5 separate regions of the Mus musculus genome follow, and regions 2, 3, 4 and 5 are each linked to region 1. The links are chromatin contacts, called in public HiCAR-type, HiChIP or PLAC-seq and promoter capture Hi-C maps. All regions are on one chromosome and are shown on one strand. The core of a region is the stretch at or near the end of the contact, and the rest is flanking DNA. Distances in the headings are between cores, read along the strand shown. Region 1 holds the start of Kmt2e (lysine (K)-specific methyltransferase 2E). Region 2 overlaps Rsbn1l (round spermatid basic protein 1-like). Region 3 holds the start of Rsbn1l (round spermatid basic protein 1-like). Region 4 holds the start of 1700096K18Rik (RIKEN cDNA 1700096K18 gene). Region 5 holds the start of Ccdc146 (coiled-coil domain containing 146).

Region 1 (3,670 bases), core at 776-3,275:
AACTCTCTCACGGGATGTACAGACAGGGAGGGTAATGAACACAAAGAATCTAAGGAGAAGGTTTGACAGGGCCCTTCCGTTCAGACTGTGATGCAGTCCTTAATCGCTGTCTGCCTAGAAACCCTAAGTGTTCCTGGGTGTTATTCACTTGCTTTCAAACTCTGAGAATGCTGTAGTCTTCTATTCAGACCCCCCAAACTTTATGTTTTGTCTGAAATAATCAACACTCCTACCTGTGGTGCCTTCAGAGCCTAACCTGTCCTTGTTACCCATACCAGTGACACTCAGGGCCTCCTAGTTGGCTTACAGGAGGGAACTGCCACCTTACGTAAGCATACTTTGCAAGGAGAAAGGCAGATATAAGAAGGCGTCAAACCTTCTCCTCCACCAGTGGCTGGCACACCCCGAAAGGAGTGTCCTTTCAGGGGCTCCCCCCCCCCCCGCAGCAGTTCTGCTGCGGGGAGTGGGGGAGGGGAAGAGCTTTCAAACAGTCATCTCTTCCTCTTCGGGCAGCCAACGCCGACCGCACCACCATCTCCTCCGCCCAAACCCGGTCCCCTCCCCCGCCCTGCCTGGGTCCCCGCCAAACCCCACAGGAATGCAGCCGGTCACATGCGCTGCGGCGGCGGTGGACGTGCCTCTCCCCCCGCGCCCCAAGGAGACCCAGCGCCATCTTGCCCTGACGCAGTTACAAAAGTCACAGGAGAAATTGCGCCTCCACGGCCGCACCAGCGCCCCAAAGTCTCGCAGAGGCCGAGCCAGGGCCCTCACCTCGCGCAGGGAGAGGAGCAAAAGGTCGGGGAAGAGCCTTGCGACTTCCTTCGGCACTGCTTGGGTTCCACAGAAGACGCGGCGACAACGATCACCGTCATCACTTCTCACTCTCTGCCTTTGCAACAGCCACCCCCGACGACTCTGGCCCCACCCGCTGCTGCAGCATGAGGTCATCGTCAGCCAATCCCTACGCGCCCGACAGAAATCACCAGACGCCGATTGGCTGCCGACACCGCCTCTGCCTCTCCCCACTCCTCTTACGGAGCACCCAAGGTCGTGCTGCGGGCCAAGAAGACGGAAACCGCCATTCCGGGGAAAGGCCCCCAAAGCCAGATCCGTAATCGCTGTGTGATTTTAGTGGAGAACCCTGTTTTGTTCCTTGGCCTCCCCTTTTCGGTTCGAGAAACCAGCTCTGTCCCTCCCTCGTTTAATCACCGCCACACAAACGAACTCCCGCTCCCCGCCCAGCACACTGTCCCGCGGCGGGGAATCCTTCCCCGGTGCTAAGAAGTATAGGAGGCGGCGGCAGCGACTGCACCGGCAGCGGCAACGGCAGCTTTTACCCCATACACGGTGGCAGGGAGGCGGCGCTGACGATGGCTGCAATTTTTTCTGCGGCTTCTCCCCCCGACCTCTTGCGTTTCTCGCTCCTCCATCGAGACAGCGCGGGACTCGCCAGCTCCGCTTTTATCCGGTGCCCGGAGCCTGCGCACTGGAGCCTCCTCAGCCACTAGTGGGCGTCGAGTGACAATCCGACCGGGCTCACCCTGAGCTGGCAGGCCAGGCCGGGGGGAGGGGGCTGCCGGGACTGAGGCTGCTTGGGGGGTAGGAGCAAGTGCATCACCTTAGGAAGTGATGGGAGGGGGGTCGTCCCCGTCCCTGCTGTCATCCTTCTACCCACTAGTAGCATCCTCACGCTCACCTACATCCAGGCTTGAGGGCTACTCGGGGACAACGGGTAAAGAGCCAAGCCCACCAGCTAGCAAGACCTCCCCAACCGTCGGCGGATGGATGAATGCACCTGTTGTGGGAAAGACGGAGTGTCTGGCCAGCTCGCGGCCTCTAGCGTGACGTCTCCACGCCTCGGCGGAGAGGCCGCGTCGGGCCGCAGCCCATAACCAAGATGGCGGCGAGTAGCTTCGTCCCCTCCCCCCTGCCCCTGCGGAGCGGGGCGGGCGGGCCCCGTGCGCTTGCCGCCGCCGCCGCCGCCGCTGCCGCCGCCGCCGCCGCCGTCGCCGCCGCCATTTTCCCAGAGCGAGAAGCAGTGACACTGAGCGGGCGCAGGGGGCCGAGTCGGAGATCGAGCCTGCGTTCGGGAGCGGCAGCAGAGGGGGCATAGACACTCGGAGCAGCCTCAGCGTCTCCTCGTCATTCCTGCCGTGGCCCGCAGTGCCCGACTCTTGGGTTCCCACTGAAGACGCTGCGCGCTGCTGCTTGGGGAGGGGGTGTGGAGTCGGTTCTGCGACCGCAGTGGCTGTCGTCGGGGGTCGACCGAGCGCTGAGGTGTGGAGAACCTCGCCCGGGGTCGAGCCGATAACAGGGTTCGGGTGTCTGGTGTGTGACCATCACAGGTCAGTGCCTGTCGTGTCTGTGGGTGTCGTGGGGTCCACGGTGGGGGGACTTAGGGCTCTAGGGAGAGAGGGTCGCTGTCCTTCGGGAGCCGGGCGTCCACACTGAACCCCAGGCGCCTGTGCTGGGGCCACGTCGCTTGTGGAAATGGAATTTGTCCTTTCTCCTGCCTGTCCCTGGCACTGGGGCATTATGGCGGGTTTTGGGGTTGTGGAAGGGGAAACTGGCAGTTAAACCCCCTTGAGAGTGGGAGTTAGGGAGGGGGCGCCCTCCTCCCTGGTAGCGGATTCAGGCCTCCGGGGTGAGGAAGGAGGCTTGTGACTGGTGTCGGAGAGGTCCCGCGAGCTGCCAGCTCTCCCCTCCTCCAGCTGCATCTTGTTCGGGTGCAGAGAGAAGACGTTTAGGCCCCATTTTCTTCTTCCTGCCCTTGTTCCCTGCCATTCGGTGGCATAATGTTCTCTTAAATGTGAAAGGGGTTAAAAGAACGCCTTGGGCATCTCTCTTTGTAGGAGAGAGACCGCTCCTCATCCTCTCCGGAGAGGGTAAACCCGCCCCTAAGGTGGTCACCCCAGTCAGTACCCAGCCTTCGCAGTCTCCTCCCCCGCTCTTCTTGCCTTACTGCCGTCCTTTACTGTGCCAGAGCCTTAGAATCCACAATATGGCTCATTTCAGGAAAGCTTATTTTGACCGAAGGATTGGCACCGACGCGGTGGCAGCAGACAGAGATGAGAAACAAACGGTTCCCTGTGCTAAACGGGGGAGGAGGGAGAGAAAAAACAATCCTGGGTGCTTGCCTCACTGGCTTTAGTTCCGCCTAGATCCGCCCTATCTAGACTGTCTCTCAAGAATGATCAAATTTAAAGTCAAAGGGAAATCACTGGAGTTAGTTCTAAAGTAAATTTCGGTGTTGCTTATTTTATTCATCCTTTAGAGATGAAGATAATATATATGTGTTTGCAGTTCTGGAGACCTTGGAGAAGAATCAAGTGAGGTGCATTCAGCTCTAGGTTGAAGATAGCAATACCTAATTGGGAAACAGTCTCCCTTTCCCTTTAATTTCTGAGATGGAGAGTAAAAACTGTAATTTCCCTCTTTTGTCCTTTACAGATTCTAAAAATGGCGGCCCCAGGCTGATGTTGTGGTAATCTAATCAGCTCGGGTCCTCCACACCCCATGCAGTGCGTTTGTCTGCAGTGTATTACAAGCGTATTATGTTTACATGAAAAAGATTGGGCTTGCCCCCCCCTCCTCCAAGCCATTTACAAAAATTCGTCAATTTTATTGCAAATTACAGTGTTGTGTTATAGTTGATTAATTTTATTGGGTT
Region 2 (3,670 bases), core at 471-2,970, 2.5 Mb before region 1:
ATTATCCAAAAACAGAAGGAAGCAACCAAGATATTCTTCAGTGGATGAATGTAAACTCTGGTGCATCCAAACAATTCGATATTCTTCAGCACCAAAAAGAGACAGGAGCTATCAAGCCATGCAAAGACATAGGAAAATGTACATGAGCATTACTAACTGAAAGAATACAGTGTAAAATGCCACATGCTACATAACTTTAACAACACAGCAATCTAGAAAAGCCTGGAGCTTGATTGCCAGCCATTCTAAAAAAATTGGCAAGCCTTAGGATCCAGTGAGAAAATCTGTCCCATAAAAATAAAAAAACAGTTTAAAAAAAAAGTAAGGGCCACCAAGATGGCTTACGTGTAAGGCACCTGACCACACTGACCTCACATGAAGGTACAAAGTGAGAACCACGCCCACCGAAGCTGTCCCTTATCTCCACACAGAAACCACAGCATGTGCATGCCTGCACTCACACTAGCAAAAACAATAAAATATGGTGGCTCCCAAAGCATGACACCCAGAAGGACATCTGGCCTCCCCATGCATGCACACAAAACAAACAACAAAAACTGTCTAGAACAGATAGAAACTAGATAAAATATTCCTGAAATAGTACATGAAAACAGAGAGACTATCATATGTATATGTATGCATATATGAATACACACCTATCTATCTATCTATCTATCTATATTTTTTCACATGCACACACATTCAAATATCCATCCACATAATCAGATATTTAAACAAGGGAACTTTATATATATATGTGTAAATATATATGTAATATAATTACATATACATATAATATTGTATATTATACTGATAGGTAATATGTAATATGTATATTATATCATGTATATCTTTTAAAAGTGTTGATTTCCAAGTTGTTCTTTGCTAAACAGTGGAGTGATCAGTCACTCAAGAACTAGAACAATGAACTCTGCTCAAGAAAATACAGTAGTAAACAAAAAGTAAAGTAAGGCAGGGCAAGGGGTGGGGGCTCACACCTCTAATCCCAGCACTTGGGAGGCAGGCAGATAGATCTCTGAGAGTACAAGACCAGCCTGGTCTACAAAGCGAGTTCCAGGACAGTTAGGGTTGCAGGAGAAATTCTGTCTCAAAACAAAAAACAAAAACAAAACCCAAAAATGAAAAATAAAGTAAATAAAAGTAGAGGACATGCGCACCCGCCTTAGAAGGCGGCCAGTCTACATTAAGTACAAACAGGATGACAACAAAACAGGACTCCCAAGAACAGTACTCAGGACCAACCCAGCCCTATAGAAGAGCATCTCTGAGCCTGGAGGTGCTGGCGCACGCCTTTAATCCCAGAACTTGGGAGGAAGAGGCAGGTGGATTTCTGAGTTCGAGGCCAGCCTGGTCTACAGAGTGAGTTCCAGGACAGCCAGGGCTACACAGAGAAACCCTGTCTCAGAAAAAACAAAACCAAAAAACAAAAAAGAAGGGCATCTCTGATCTGGATAAGTTACATCTGCAAACACATTATAAAAATTACAAACACTGGTTATTTGACTAAGATATGGGAAATGAGAGAAATAAGCTGAATTAGGGGTTGGGGACATAGCTCAACTGATAAAGCACTTCCCCAAAATGCACACAGCCCTGCATCAACCCCCAGCACAGGTAAACCACATGTGGTGGCTCACATCTGTAATCCCGACACTGAGGAGAGAGGCGGAGACAGGAAGATCACTCTATCCCATGACCCACACATTTAGAAAAAAGGAAGTTCTTTTAACAGCTTCACTAGTTGCTTGCTGGGGAAACAACTCAACAATAAAAGAACTTACTGCTTTTTCAAAGGACCAAAGCTCAAATTCCCAGTACCCACATGGTAGTTCACAGCAATCTCTAACTCCAGTTCGGAGAATCCCACAAGAATGCACGTGGTATACATATGTACATGCAGGGAGAATATTTATACACATAAAGTAAAATATATAGATCTGAAAGAAAAAACTAAAAGGCTCATTAGAATTTTATTTGAGCATCATAAAATTTCAAACTGAGCCCGGCAGTGGTGTTACACGCTTTTAATCCCAACACTTGGGAGGCAGAGGCAGGTGGATTTCTGAGTTTGAAGCCAACCTGGTCTATAGAGTGAGTTCCAGGACAGCCAGGGCTACACAGAGAAACCCGGTCTCGGAGGAAGGAAAAAAAAAAAAAATCAAACTGGAAGCTCTTATGAAATACAGAAAAATCCATTCTAAAGCTTTCAGCTATTATATATTTTGAAGCAAAAATTCAAATAGGATTCATATTATCAATTCTAACTATCCTGACTGAGCCTTAAGTCAAGACCCTCATAATGAAGTTCATGAAATCAACTGATCTGAGCAACCACACTGAAATCTCCCTGTTCCTCCCACATCCAGCTAAGAATAATACATTGTTGGAAATAGATCAGCGAGCAAGCCAGAAAAAGAAGAAAAAATGAAGAAGCAGAATGGACAGTGGATGTGCAAAATGAAATGAAGTAGAAGACAAGGGGACTGGAGAGATGGCTCAGTGGTTAAGAGCACCAACTACTCTTCTGTAGGTCCTGAGTTCAAATCCCAGCAACCACATGGTGGCTCACAACCATTCATTAACAAGATCTGATGCCCTCTTCTGGAGTGTCTGAAGACAGCTACAGTGTACTTACATGTAATAAATGAATAAATCTTAAAAAAAAAAACTTTATAAAAAAAAGAAAGTCAACACATTTATTAAAAAAAATAAGTAGAAGAGAAAGGAGATGAAGGCAACTGAGAAAAGAAAAGAACTCTATGAGCAGGGACGAGGGCAGAGAGGATTTCACACAGCCTCTCCCTGGCACACAGCTAAGAAAAGTTACCAACCCCAGCAAGTCACCCCTTCCCTCTTCAGGGGATAAACACTGGCCTCTCCATCAAATTCTCTCATCGTATTTCAGTGATATTGTAATATACCTACCTAATTCTCACACTCCTGTCATCTAAACCCGAACTTCCCTCTAGAGTCTGTCTTAAGTATCTTTCCTATACTCCTGCAACTTACATGATTAAGTAAGTGACTCTCCAGATATGCCTAGCCAGTCTCTGCCAAACTCCACACCTTCATTCCTTAAGAAATTCTTACAATTTGTCATGGTTCATTGCCTTTCCTGAGGAAGGGTGTGAAGAAGAACAAGGACAACAAGTGCATGTGACATGAAGGCAGAGATAGTTAGTGTAGCAGGAGGAGGCATCAAAAGGGGAGAATAAACCAAATCGGATATATGAAAATATCCTAACAAAAGCCATTGGTCTGCTTAGTAATTTTTAAAAAGCTGAAACTATGAGTGTCTCAATGGGGCAACACATTAATTAAACCTCATCATGGCTCTCTATTGCTTAAAATAAATTGAGCAAATGCAACTTGCTTCTGTCTACCTAAATAAAGAAAATGCCATTGGTGTTAGCTCACTTCGGAGATTGATGAAGGAAACTGTTTAATAGGTCCAGGCTTAGGAAAACAGGTACAGCTATGTCTCACAAAATAGCAGGGAGAGAGATAGCATGATAAATAGGAGACTTCAGAAGTTTCTCTATTCTCCCTTTTGTTATTTGAAAGACTGTTAAGTAGAGAATGGCTGTCATTTTCTTTGACCTATCCCTCATGTGAACACACGAGTTCTGCAAAGGAAGAAGCATTACTG
Region 3 (3,670 bases), core at 537-3,036, 2.5 Mb before region 1:
TGATACCAAACTGCACATGGACAGACTCTGCAGCATTTTATAACTTAAATCTTATATTTAACCACTGCAACATAGAGATTTAAAATACTAACCATCTAGAACTCCTAAGCAGAAGGAAACTAAATTTCATCCTCAAAGCATTCCTAAGGCAATGCTCCAACTCCCTAGGAGAGCGTTACACTGGGAACAAGGGTACACCGAACCATTAGCTTGGCTTAGATGTTAGCATTCTTTTACATTGTGAATGATGAACTTTTCTATTCAGATAATTTTTCAAGATCTAAGGTACCATTAGATCAGCAAGGTTACTGGCATTTCACCAGCATTCCAAAACAGAACGGAATACTTCACAACAATGTGTGACAATGACAACGTATATTTATATAACCTCGTGATCACCTAAAGATCTACTTTCCAACCCATATCCACTTTGTATTAGTCAGATCTCTACATATCCACAGATGACTAGAATGACCCCTCATTTTAAAGAAAATACGGAAAACTCTGCTAGCTTACATTACAAAAGAAAACTGAAAAACAGTTGGGAATTCCCCCCCCCCACCCCACCCCACCCCCGGCAGAAACACTCTGAAGCCACTTGATCTGGCCAAAAGACGTCAAAACATCCGATTTTATCATTTGCTGAACGAGAAAGAAAGAAGAAAAAAAAAAAAAAAGAATATGGCTGAAAGCTTCTGAAGGGTAGTATTTAAAACAGGACCACGCAAAACACTTTAACAATATGGAATGTGGGCACCTCAGAAACCGCACACTTGGTGCCCTGCGCACGACCTCATCTCCCTAGTAGGGATGAAACATCCTGGTCCCCGTGGTCCCTGGGAGCTTCCAGCTTCCGCCAATACACCCGACCACCCACTTTTTTTTTTTTTTTTTTTTGGACAGGATATTCTGGCGTTGGAAGCTGCGTCGCAAACATGAATTTCCTGCGATCCAGTCCGATCCCTTTCGTAATCTTTAAAAGACCTGTTCTCTTCTGCCTCCCCAGCCAAAAACACACCGGGGAGCGGGGTCCTCTAGACCCACTCCTTCACGCGCGTCCTGCTGCGCGTTAACTGGAAGGCGAAACCGACACCGAAAACCAGGAGTTTCAGCCATCCCCCCGGTCGGCGACCGAAACTCCAGGCTCCATTTACTTCTGGCCCCGCGGAAGGCTGCAGCCCCGCCGGCCGCCGGCGCTCCCCTCCCCCGCGCGGCACCCACCTCGCGGCAGCGGCTTCGCCTCGCCGTTCTCATCCCGGGCGGCGGCGCCGAGGCCGTGCTGCCTCCGCTTCTCCTTCTCGCGCTTCTCCTTGGGTCTGCGCGGCTTGGCGGCGGCCGGCGGAGCGACGGGCGGGAGCAGGACGCGGTGAGGCTGAGCGTGCAGCAGCGAGGGAGTGACCAGCAGTTTGCGCGGCAGCGGCTGAGACGAGGAAGCGGAGGCTGAGGAGACGCTCGGGCTGGCGGAGAAAGAGTAACAGCTCCGAGAGGTGGACGAGGAGGAGGCGGCGGGCCGAGCCGCGAAGCTCCACGCCGCCGGGCTGCCGAAGCTCTGGGGCTGCAGCTGCCCGCCGTTCCCGCCGCTGCCCCCCTCCCCGTTCACTCTCCGCGGCGCCTTCTTCTCCTCGGTGCGAACCTTCTTGGCAGACATAGAGCCCGGCGGCTCCCGCGAGGAAGGCTGTACTTTGCCAGATGCTTCCTTCTCAGAGAGGAGAGCCACGGCGCCGCGAGCTGGGTTCGGCGGTTCCGCCATTTTGCGCTCCTGTTGTATTTACTCTCCGCCGCTCCCCGGAGCGGGGGCGCGGGGCGGGGTGCCTAGGTCCAGGCCGAGCTCCCATTGGGCGCGCTAAACTGAGAGATCCCGGAACAAACCAATCAAAGACGCGGACAGAAGCCGTCGGGGTGGGGTCACCGAGCGGACCTTCATTTGGAGGTCAGAGGTCTTTTCGGCGCGGCTGATGGAGAGCTCGCTGAGAAGGGAGGATCTCCCGACCGTCGCTCGGGAGCCCCGAATCTGCCCGGACCGAGGTAGCGCTGCCGTTCGCTCAAAGACTTTGCCTTGTTTGTACCGCTCTCTCTTTTTACCTTGAGGTGGCTTGGGTCCCTTCTGCAGGTTCTGAAAAACGAGTTCTGGGTTGCTCGTCTCGGAGAAAATTTGTCGAGAGTCCGATCAGCAAAGGCAGAAATGGTGAAAAGTTGCCTTATTTTAACTAAGGTCGTAAAAGTTCGTACTTTAAAAGAGAGTTTTCTGCAGAGCTGGAACTTGGATCACTTCCGATCGTGAAGATAAAAATCACCCACCGTTTGGAGGCTTTAAATTGAGCTTGAGTGCTAAAGGTTTTCACTTTAATTATTCTTTAAACGACACCAGGAAAAAGCCACTAGCGGTGTTTGTAAATGTTTGAAAATGCAGTTAGAGTTCTGTATTTCAGAGTCAGCGCTATGAAACTTCGCCAAGCATGTACCTTGATTTTTATCTCAAAAGATAAGGAATTTGGGGGAATGGGTTACAACACAGTTCAAGCTTTAGACAAGAGCATGCCTTAAAGTCTTAGATCTTTTGTGAGATTAGAATGTAAAGATAACACATGATCATATTAGCTCAGCAAGAAAAAGGAGTTTTCTGATCCCCTAAGAGGGACATTAGCAGTTACTTTCCGCAGCTAACAGTTGCCTTTCAGGAAACTGCAATGGTCTGTTGTTACTCCTCTTTTACTCCAAACCCACTTCTTTAGGACTCGGTGAGGGGAACACATCAAAATCTAACGCTGTTTGTAAATACATTTTTCTTTTTTTGGTTGGTTGGTTGGTTCGTTTGTTTTTTGAGTCATAGTCTTCCAATATTGTCCTGGCTGTCCTGTAAACCAGCCTGGCCTCGAACTCAAATCTTCCTGCATTTGCCCAACTCCCTTTCCCCCAGTGCTGGAATTAAAGAAAGGTGTGTACCACTGCATCTGTCCTCATTGTTTTTAGTTTTTAGAAGTAAATTGTTAATATATAGAGTATTCCCTGAAGCTAGACCCAGAGAGACAAATTTTGCATATTTTCTCTAATGTGTGTAATCTAGTTTTAAAAACACACACACAACATAAAAATAGAAGGGAAATGGGAAAAAGAAAGGTGATGAGCATAAGAAAGAAAGTCACTTCATCTCCCTCACCTGGGAATGAGTATGTCTACATCCAGGGCAGGGGATGAGGGAGTGGTGGTGTGACTGAGCAAATAAGGGTACAACATGGAAAGTGTTGGAATGAAACTGAACGCTAAGTAAGAAAACAAAAGGAAAAGGGGTTTCCTCTCTAGATTATCTAATTGGGACATTCATAACAGTGTCAGTTAGTCTAATGATTTTTTTTTAATTTTTTCGGTTTTTGAGACAGGGTTTCTCTGTATAGCCCTGGCTGTCCTGGAACTCACTCTAGACCAGGCTGGCCTCAAACTCAGAAATCCGCCTGTCTCTGCCTCCTAAGTGCTGGGATTAAGGGTGTGTGCCACTGCTGCAAGGCTCTAATGATCTTTTTAAAATGCATTTTTCTATTTTTTTCTCTTTTAGAAAGCATTTGCTTGTGCAGAGGGGAACAATGTCCGGGAGCAGAATTAATGATCTATTAAATAAAAACACATCTATGTTATGTCTGCATGGCAAAAATTAAATATCCAGCCAGACAGTGGT
Region 4 (3,670 bases), core at 708-3,207, 2.1 Mb after region 1:
CCAGCCTCCCCAGCACTGGGATCTCAGGCAAGACCACCACACTCAACAGCTGTTTTGTTTTTGAGCTGGTTTCAAATAGCTCATACTGACCTTGAACTCCCCATGAGGCTGGCCTTGAATTCTTCCTGCCCCCAAATCCCAAATGCGGAGAGTACCAGAATTACCACAGTGGGGATTAAGACAACCCCCAGAAGACAGGGTTTCAATGCACAGCCCTGACAGGCCTGGGATCTGTAACCCTTCCTCTGCTCACCAGCAAAGGCTAGGCCAGTTTCAAATTTCAACTAAATTTCTCTTGGAGACTACATTGCACTGTGCAGTTTTATCAGTTTATTTCTTCTCTCTCCCCTCCCCCTCCCCCCCACCCCTTGGTTTCTCAGTGTAGCCCTGGCTGTCCTGGAACTCACTCTTGTAGACCAGGCTGGCCTCAAACTAAGAAATGCGCCTGCCTCTGCCTCTCATGAGCTGAGATTAAAGGCATGAGCCACCACTGCCCAGCTTATTTCTATTCTCTAAAACGATTTAAAAAAGCTAGCTCAATTATAGAAAGTACACATGTAAATTTTAAATGTCAATATTGCATAAACAATGGAAATTTGACTGCTACTCAGGAAAGGCAGCCTATTATTTTTGGAGTAACAAATTTGGTCACTTTAGGAACTAAGTCCTGGGACTGCAAAGATGACTCAGGTTCACAGCTCTGGCTCTTCCAGAGGACTTTAGTTCAATTCCGAGCACCCACAAGGTAGCTTGCGACTGTAACTCCGACTGGAATCTAACATCCTTACACAGACATACAGGCAGGCAAAACACCAATGCACATAAAATGAAAATTAATTAAAAAAATTCAATCCCAGGGTGGAGAGATGAAACCTTCTGCAGAGGAGCCCCCAAGTTAGGTGGCCCACAACCAGCGGCTCCAGGAACCCAGCGGCCGCCCTCTCTGGCTTCTGCAGTCAAACCCCGTACCAAGGAACTAGCGAGTTCCAAACCAGTCAGAGATACAAAGGGAGAGGTGAGATCCTGTTTGAAGAAACCTCCAAACCTAAGACACACCCAAAGAAAAGCACTACCCCCACCACCATCAACAACAAAATGTTTGAATGATCTGGGCCGTCCAGTTCCTTTCTGGAACCAAAACCAGCTAATATTGATATTGACGTTTATCACTTAACCCCTCTCCCTGATTTCGAAATGAAGTCTGTTCCACTCAGCCGAATTTAAGGAGAGGTGTGAGGGAATGAAGGCGGTGTGCGTGGGGGCTGGGGAAGAAGGAGTTGAAAGGGGCGGGGTGCGGCGGGGTACAGAGGCAAATGTAGATCGCTGCTACATTGAGTTTGGGACCGGGACCAGGTATCGAGGCCCGGGCTCCCAGACCCAAAGAAAGCAGGAAGAAACGCAGCAAAGAGGGAGGGAAGCCGACAGAAACCGGAATGCCCACGGGAACAAACTCAACAGTGACCAGCTGGAATCCACCGCGGACCATAGGAGGCAAGGCGCCTGGCGCGAGGGGCCAATAGGAGGACGAGCCGAAAGAGGGGCGCTGCAAGGCCAACCCGAGGACCAGCAAGACTGGGGGCGGGGCCTCTGGGACGAAGCCAATGACTGGGAGAGCGGCCTGGGACGCGTGGCCAATGGCAGGGCGAGCTGGGTTGGGGCGTGGCCCCTGGTTTGAAGCCAATGGCAGGGAGTACAGCTTGGGCGAGGCCAGTGGGAGCTCGAGGGTGGGGGAGGAGCCAGACCCGGAAGACAGTGGGGGCGGGGAGCCGCGATGACAACCTGTCAAGTCCACTTCGGGACGAACTAGGTCACGCGCTTCTTGTAGCTCCGGCGCCCCCGCCCCGCGAGGCCCTGCGGGTGGCCCCGGGGCCGGGCCGCACCGCTTCCTCTTCCTGCCCGCGGGGGTGGGGGCGGGGCGGACACCTGCCGTTCGCCGGCCCGCTCCAGCCTTCGGGCTGCCGAAGGTCTCCTAGCCTTCGGGCCAGTGCCCGCCGATCCTCCGGGAGCCAGGTCCGCGATCTCCGGCGCCCGCCGTGGGCTCGGGAAAGCGCACAGCGCACTACTTGTCGCGGAGGGATCCGGCCCCTGAGTTACCTGTTCTCCACTCGGAGCTGACCTCGGTCCAAGGGCCCGCAAGTCCGCCTCACCGAGAAGTAATACAGGTTCGGATCCGCGCCGCCGACCTCACAATGGCGCGGGCGTCCAGCCACTGTCACGCAGCATCCCGTGCGATTATTCGCCCAGAGCCTCACTGCTTAGGGGACCACGGCGGGGCCCTTCTCCCTCTCGCTCATTCAGAAGATGAGAACGTCCCCGCACGACACAACGACGCTGTTTTAACAATACCCAACTAACTCTGCTCTTCCAAACTGCACACACTTAAAGGTGACATGGCCACAGACGCTGGGTTGCAATACTACGCTGGAATTCTGCACTAATTATTTAAAAGCTTTCTTACAGTACTACAGCGAAACGACCGGTTACAAACCTTTCATTTTCGTTCGAACACCGTACTCTAACCAATGGATATTTTGTGAATACTTCTATTCAGTATCTCTAGATTTTTAAAAAAAAAAACCCAAATGTAAAGAAAGACATTACCAAATGAGTGGTTCATCAGTGAAATAATTTGTTTTGCCTTTACATTTTAGCCTTTTTGGAAGGCACATTATTTGCAGTATACACAGATATAAATTTTGTACATTTAAAATAGCCTGTATAGCCTTTTTGTCGTTCTTTCTTGAAGCCCCTCCCACTCTGAAGATTCTTTCGCTTCTATTAATTTTAAGTCTGGTTAAAAAAATAGTGCTTGAGGCCATCCTGGTCTACAGAGTGAGTTCCAGGACAGCCATGGTTAAAAGAGAAACCCTGTCTCAAAAAAACCAAAACAAACAAAAAAAAAATAGTGCTTAAATTAAACATAAAAACAATTAGCATTTACATTTGAATAATGCTTCTTCATGTTTATTACCATGTACATTACTAGGAACTGGAAGTCCAATCTTGTAAAAAATTAAAATTCAAGACAGGCCTTTATAGTGAGGTTATTGTCTTTTCATTATAACTCATTTTTTACAGCCAGCTAATTTTCCAGAGGGAATTACTGTTCCTATCTTTAGTCAATTTGGTTAAGAATTCTTTGCCTTTAAATATATAAAAATGTTTGTGTATGATTTTATTTTTCTGTGAGAGCATTAAGGTTAGAGGACAACTTGTGGGCATGCTATTCTTTTACCTAGGAATGGAACGCATTTCCACCCTGTGACAGGGTCTCATGTATCCTTAGATAGCCTGGAACTCACCTGTATAGATCACATTGACTGAAATTTCAGAGATTCCTCTGCCCCTCTATTCCTGGGATTAAAGGTGTACAACACTGCCACCAGCATTAAAAATTGTCTTTATACGTCTCTGGTTTTTTTTTTTTTTTTTTTTTTTTTTTTGGTTTTTCGAGACAGGGTTTCTCTGTATAGCCCTAGCTGTCCTGGAACTCACTTTGTAGACCAGGCTGGCCTCGAACTCAGAAATCCACCTGCCTCTGCCTCCCAAGTGCTGGGATTAAAGGCGTGCGCCACCACGCCCAGCACGTCTCTGTTTTTACATTACCTATATGTAACTGTCCACTGAGGCCAGAAGAAAGTCGTGGATCCCTGGAGCTTGGGTTAATTCC
Region 5 (3,670 bases), core at 801-3,300, 2.0 Mb before region 1:
CCAGTCTCTTACATAGTGATACTTTCAAGTTACATTGTTGAAGGAGCAATGGATCACATGTAAGGCCTAAATATATGTGTTCTTTCTTCTTTCTCAGCTATAAACCAACAGTTTTCTAGAAATCTTACCCAAAACCCTACTTCTAGTAAAGGACATGTTTTAATTCCCTTTTACAATTCTTGTGACACACAGTTTTATTTTAGGACTGTAACCCAATCCAAGACATCTCTAGAGTAATCCTATAATCTCACTTATTGAAAAAGAAGAAGAAGAGAAAGGTTTTAAAGAAGTTTCTTAGAGAAATCCTTTGAGGCATAACATGAGAGTCAGCAAAAGAGTGACTCTGGAGCACTTCTGCTAAGTCACTTAGGGCAAGCTCAAGGGAGCTTACACCTGTGCTCTTGGGTGTGTCTCTTTCTCTCCCTGTGTGATCAGTCACCTCTAGCAACCCCTGTGCTCTTAAACCCTTGTTTAAAATCTATTTTAAATCAACCCTCTTTCACATTAGCTTCTCCCAACATTTTTTTTCCAGCAAAGTCAAGGACAGGTTTCACCTTGGTGGAGGTCCTCAAGGATAGGGGCCTTCTTCTCAGATGGCTGACAGCAGGGCAGGGCTGTCACTGCCACCACCACTACCATAGTCTTCACTAAGAGAACAACATGGACGCTGGGGAGGACTTTAGCCTAGTCTATCTATCCATCTGTCACTTCAGGTTCAAAGAATTGGGGTCCCATATTTGGCTGAGAGTTTTGATCTTTAAAGGTATCATTTTATTTACTTATTGTGTATTTTATTTGTCACAACGTTCTCCGTATATAGTCCAGGTGGGCCTCAGATTTGAGATCTTTCTGCTTCAGCTTCCCAAACTCTGAAAACTTACAAGTGAACACCATCACACTGGACTTGCAATTAGTTAAATCTGTATGTAAGGAATTTAGGGAATTATTTGTAGAATGGGGAGAAGAATAGGCAAATATGGCTGAAATAATGTCCACACCCCCCATTTCCCATTATCTTTACTGCCTACTGAATAATAAAAAAAAGAGTTAACTTATAGAGTTATTTAGCACAGTCTGTCTTATATCAAAACTGAAGAAACATTTCTTGTGCCATAGATAATACAACAGGACCAGGAAAAAATTCTGACATCCCCTAACAAGTCTTATGATCCAGAGAGAGAGAGAGAGAGAGAGAGAGAGAGAGAGAGAGAGAGAGAGATTTTATTTTACCATTAAGGCCAAGGACCAGTTGCAGGGAAAGAGATCAAGACTGTCCTCTAACCAAGTTCAAATGTCTCCAAATCTCTTAGCAACGTAGACATATGCCATTCCTAAAATACTTTGTTTTGTATACTGTGCACTGCTTTGTTGTCCATTGTTTCATTTGATAAATGTGGTAAAAACGAAAAAAAAAACTTCTACACAAGACAAGGAAGATAGTGTCATCATTTTATAAGCAAATAGTAAAACCCAAAGGCATCCAATGACTGGCCTAAGATTACTACTTACAGTTAAGAAAGAGCCAGAATTCTAACACTTTTTCTTTTCCTTTTTTTTCTTTTTTCTTTTTCGAGACAGGGTTTCTCTGTATAGCCCAGGCTGTCCTGGAACTCACTCTGTAGACCAGGCTGGCCTCGAACTCAGAAATCCACCTGCCTCTGTCTCCTGAGTGCTGGGACTAAAGGCGTGCGCCACCATACCTGGCTTCTAACACTTTTTCTATCTAGTATTTTTTACCTAAGTGGGAGTTCCCTTAAAGGACAGAGAAGGGAGAAAGCAACAGAACGTGTCTGTCCTCTCATGCTAAGGTCTCTTGTGAGGGGGATTCTCTATTCCCAGGGAATCCACATTAGTTTGGTGACCTTTGGTTCTAACTACCTAAAGAAAGTATTCCTAACTTTGAATCTGATTCCCATCTATAAACATGCTGTTTCTTACCCTTTCTTTTGGTCCTGATCCTTGTTTAAACTCTTATTTTTCTCCGTGTGTTTTGGTCCCTGGGGTCTCACTTCAAAACTTCACCCTCTCCTAAGAGTCGCGTCCTTGGTATCCAAAGTAACCACAGCTGAGTTTATCCCGTCCCTTCTACTCTTCCTATTGGTCAGTTACATTAACTTTTTTTCTTTCTCTGCTCTCTTGGCCAATGGGCTTGAAGCAACGGGAAAGCAACGAGGGGGGAGCGGGGGCTCCTCTACCAATCGGCTGTCAGTCTGTGTATTCAGCGCACTGTCTCCTGGGATATGTAGTTTCACAGTTACCAGAACACCTTGATGTTTGGCTCCTTTAAAACTACATATCCCGATGGCCTCCGCCAAAGGGGCGGAAATAGGTGACTTGTCCAGGTCAGGGTTTCAACTAGGCTCTTTGAAGTTTTAACTTTCCTACCGGGATTTAAGGCGTTAAGTACTGTGCTGGGGGCCTGGCTCGTTCTTCCTTGGCGGAGCCGTGCATGCTGTCCCCTTCGTGACTGACCCGAGGCAGCTCGTGGTTCTTGTGGTCCCGGGACCAGCGAGCCAAGGCTGAAGCGTTCCAAGGGAGAGCATGTTCGGCCGCCTCCCTCCTTGCGCGTCCCGAGTGCGGGCGGGCGCCTTGGTCGGAGCTCTCGGGGCTCGGACTTGCGGCTCCAGTGGGGCGCAGCGGCAGGGATCAGCGCCCGATGACTCTGGGGCCGGCCTGGCGCGTGGGGCTCTGAGGGAGTGGACGCTGCAGGTGAGCCCGTTTGGGCGACTGAGGGCGCGGCTCCCTTGCCACCTGGCCGTGAGGCCCCTGGATCCCCTTGCGCACCCGGATGGCGACCGCGTGCAGGTGGCGGTGTGCGGCGTGGAGCACGTGGCGCGCGGCCTGGACAGCCTGCAGGTCAAGTATGATGCTGATCGGCAGGAGATGGCCATTCTGTCGGACGACATCGACCCCCAGGCGTCGGTGGAGGTGAACGCGCCCGTCAAATTTGGCAAGTGAAGTGAAAAAGGGTTTGGGTCACAAAACTAATAGTGTTTAAGCGTTGGGTTTCCAATTAAGGAGGAAAATTAAAGCCGAGTGGAAGCTTGTATTGGAATAATCTGAGTCTAATTACATTGTGGAGCCATTAGCATCACAGTCATTAGCATCGTTCAGGGTTGAGGTTTCTTGATAACTATCCAGTGGTTTGGTAGCCCACATCTCGGGGCTCTGGTCCCTCGTCAGCTCTATGTATAGATGCTTCCAGCTAATCTAGAAAAACAAAAACAAAAACAAACGAACAAAAAACCTTGCTTTCCAACAGGTACCCAGGTTGGTAGATGTCTATTCATTTAGGCATAAGTAAATTCTCTGCGAATACAAACTTTGAAGCAAGACACATAGTTAAGACTGTCTGGGGAAATTCATAATAGTACCTGCAAAACGTATTTCTTAGGCATCTGAGTCCCGTTATTTTATTTCCCAGATGCAAACCGCTGAGCACACATACTTTTCTAGAAAGGGTTCTGGGGCTCTCATTCTTCCTGGAACTGAAGGATGGTGTTGCTGATGATAGCAATAGCACCGTTTACCTCTTCTAAAATTATTTTATATTAACCCTCACAGTTGCTCGGTAGGGTGGATGCTTTTGTCACCGTTTCAGATGAGGACATTGAAGTAAAGGAAGTATAAGATACATACTGTGACTGAACAAACAAAGGCCCCGTGCGTG

Evidence for each region. Promoter capture Hi-C pulls out the DNA fragments that hold promoters and counts their contacts. HiCAR-type assays count read pairs that join an accessible place to other places. HiChIP or PLAC-seq counts read pairs in DNA pulled down with a chosen protein or histone mark.
Region 2: a contact with region 1 is called in an H3K4me3 HiChIP or PLAC-seq map of fetal liver, with 8 times the contacts expected there. The contact joins the enhancer-like site here to the promoter of Kmt2e in region 1. A contact is called at or near these places in 1 of 39 promoter capture datasets (hippocampal neurons) and 4 of 115 datasets of contacts at active chromatin or transcription factors (astrocytes, fetal liver, large pre-B cells and 1 more).
Region 3: a contact with region 1 is called in a promoter capture Hi-C map of hematopoietic stem and progenitor cells. The contact joins the promoter of Rsbn1l here to the promoter of Kmt2e in region 1. A contact is called at or near these places in 7 of 39 promoter capture datasets (the HPC-7 cell line, cranial neural crest, fetal liver and 4 more) and 3 of 115 datasets of contacts at active chromatin or transcription factors (astrocytes, large pre-B cells and thymic regulatory T cells).
Region 4: a contact with region 1 is called in a promoter capture Hi-C map of pre-B cells, with 3 times the contacts expected there. The contact joins the promoter of 1700096K18Rik here to the promoter of Kmt2e in region 1. A contact is called at or near these places in 2 of 39 promoter capture datasets (the 3T3-L1 cell line and pre-B cells), 1 of 115 datasets of contacts at active chromatin or transcription factors (double positive thymocytes) and 1 of 9 other capture datasets (adipose tissue).
Region 5: a contact with region 1 is called in a HiCAR-type map of astrocytes, with 2.7 times the contacts expected there. The contact joins the promoter of Ccdc146 here to the promoter of Kmt2e in region 1. A contact is called at or near these places in 5 of 39 promoter capture datasets (the 3T3-L1 cell line, the C10 cell line, embryonic stem cells and 2 more) and 2 of 115 datasets of contacts at active chromatin or transcription factors (astrocytes and microglia).

Annotation. Positions count from the first base shown.
Region 1 is chr5:23,432,439-23,436,108 of GRCm38.p6, forward strand. It overlaps Kmt2e (lysine (K)-specific methyltransferase 2E), which reads left to right and starts at 2,026. Exons shown (of 26, transcript NM_026984.2): 1 at 2,026-2,345. 5031425E22Rik (RIKEN cDNA 5031425E22 gene) reads right to left here and starts at 898. Exons shown (of 3, transcript NR_165300.1): 1 at 772-898.
Region 2 is chr5:20,931,106-20,934,775 of GRCm38.p6, forward strand. The region is part of intron 1 of Rsbn1l (round spermatid basic protein 1-like); the gene reads right to left. Among named protein-coding and RNA genes, the nearest start is that of A630072M18Rik, 18 kb to the right of the region's middle. Within about 2 kb of position 1,721, at least 97 of the 459 cell types and tissues checked have an H3K27ac peak or open chromatin away from gene starts, as enhancers often do.
Region 3 is chr5:20,950,036-20,953,705 of GRCm38.p6, forward strand. It overlaps Rsbn1l (round spermatid basic protein 1-like), which reads right to left and starts at 1,787. Exons shown (of 8, transcript NM_001080977.1): 1 at 1,222-1,787. The coding sequence starts at 1,750. A630072M18Rik (RIKEN cDNA A630072M18 gene) reads left to right here and starts at 954. Exons shown (of 1, transcript NR_030699.1): 1 at 954-3,670.
Region 4 is chr5:25,528,061-25,531,730 of GRCm38.p6, forward strand. It overlaps 1700096K18Rik (RIKEN cDNA 1700096K18 gene), which reads left to right and starts at 1,958. Exons shown (of 1, transcript NR_027388.1): 1 at 1,958-3,406.
Region 5 is chr5:21,422,627-21,426,296 of GRCm38.p6, forward strand. It overlaps Ccdc146 (coiled-coil domain containing 146), which reads right to left and starts at 2,051. Exons shown (of 19, transcript NM_029195.1): 1 at 1,939-2,051. It overlaps Fam185a (family with sequence similarity 185, member A), which reads left to right and starts at 2,277. Exons shown (of 8, transcript NM_177869.4): 1 at 2,277-2,950. The coding sequence starts at 2,542.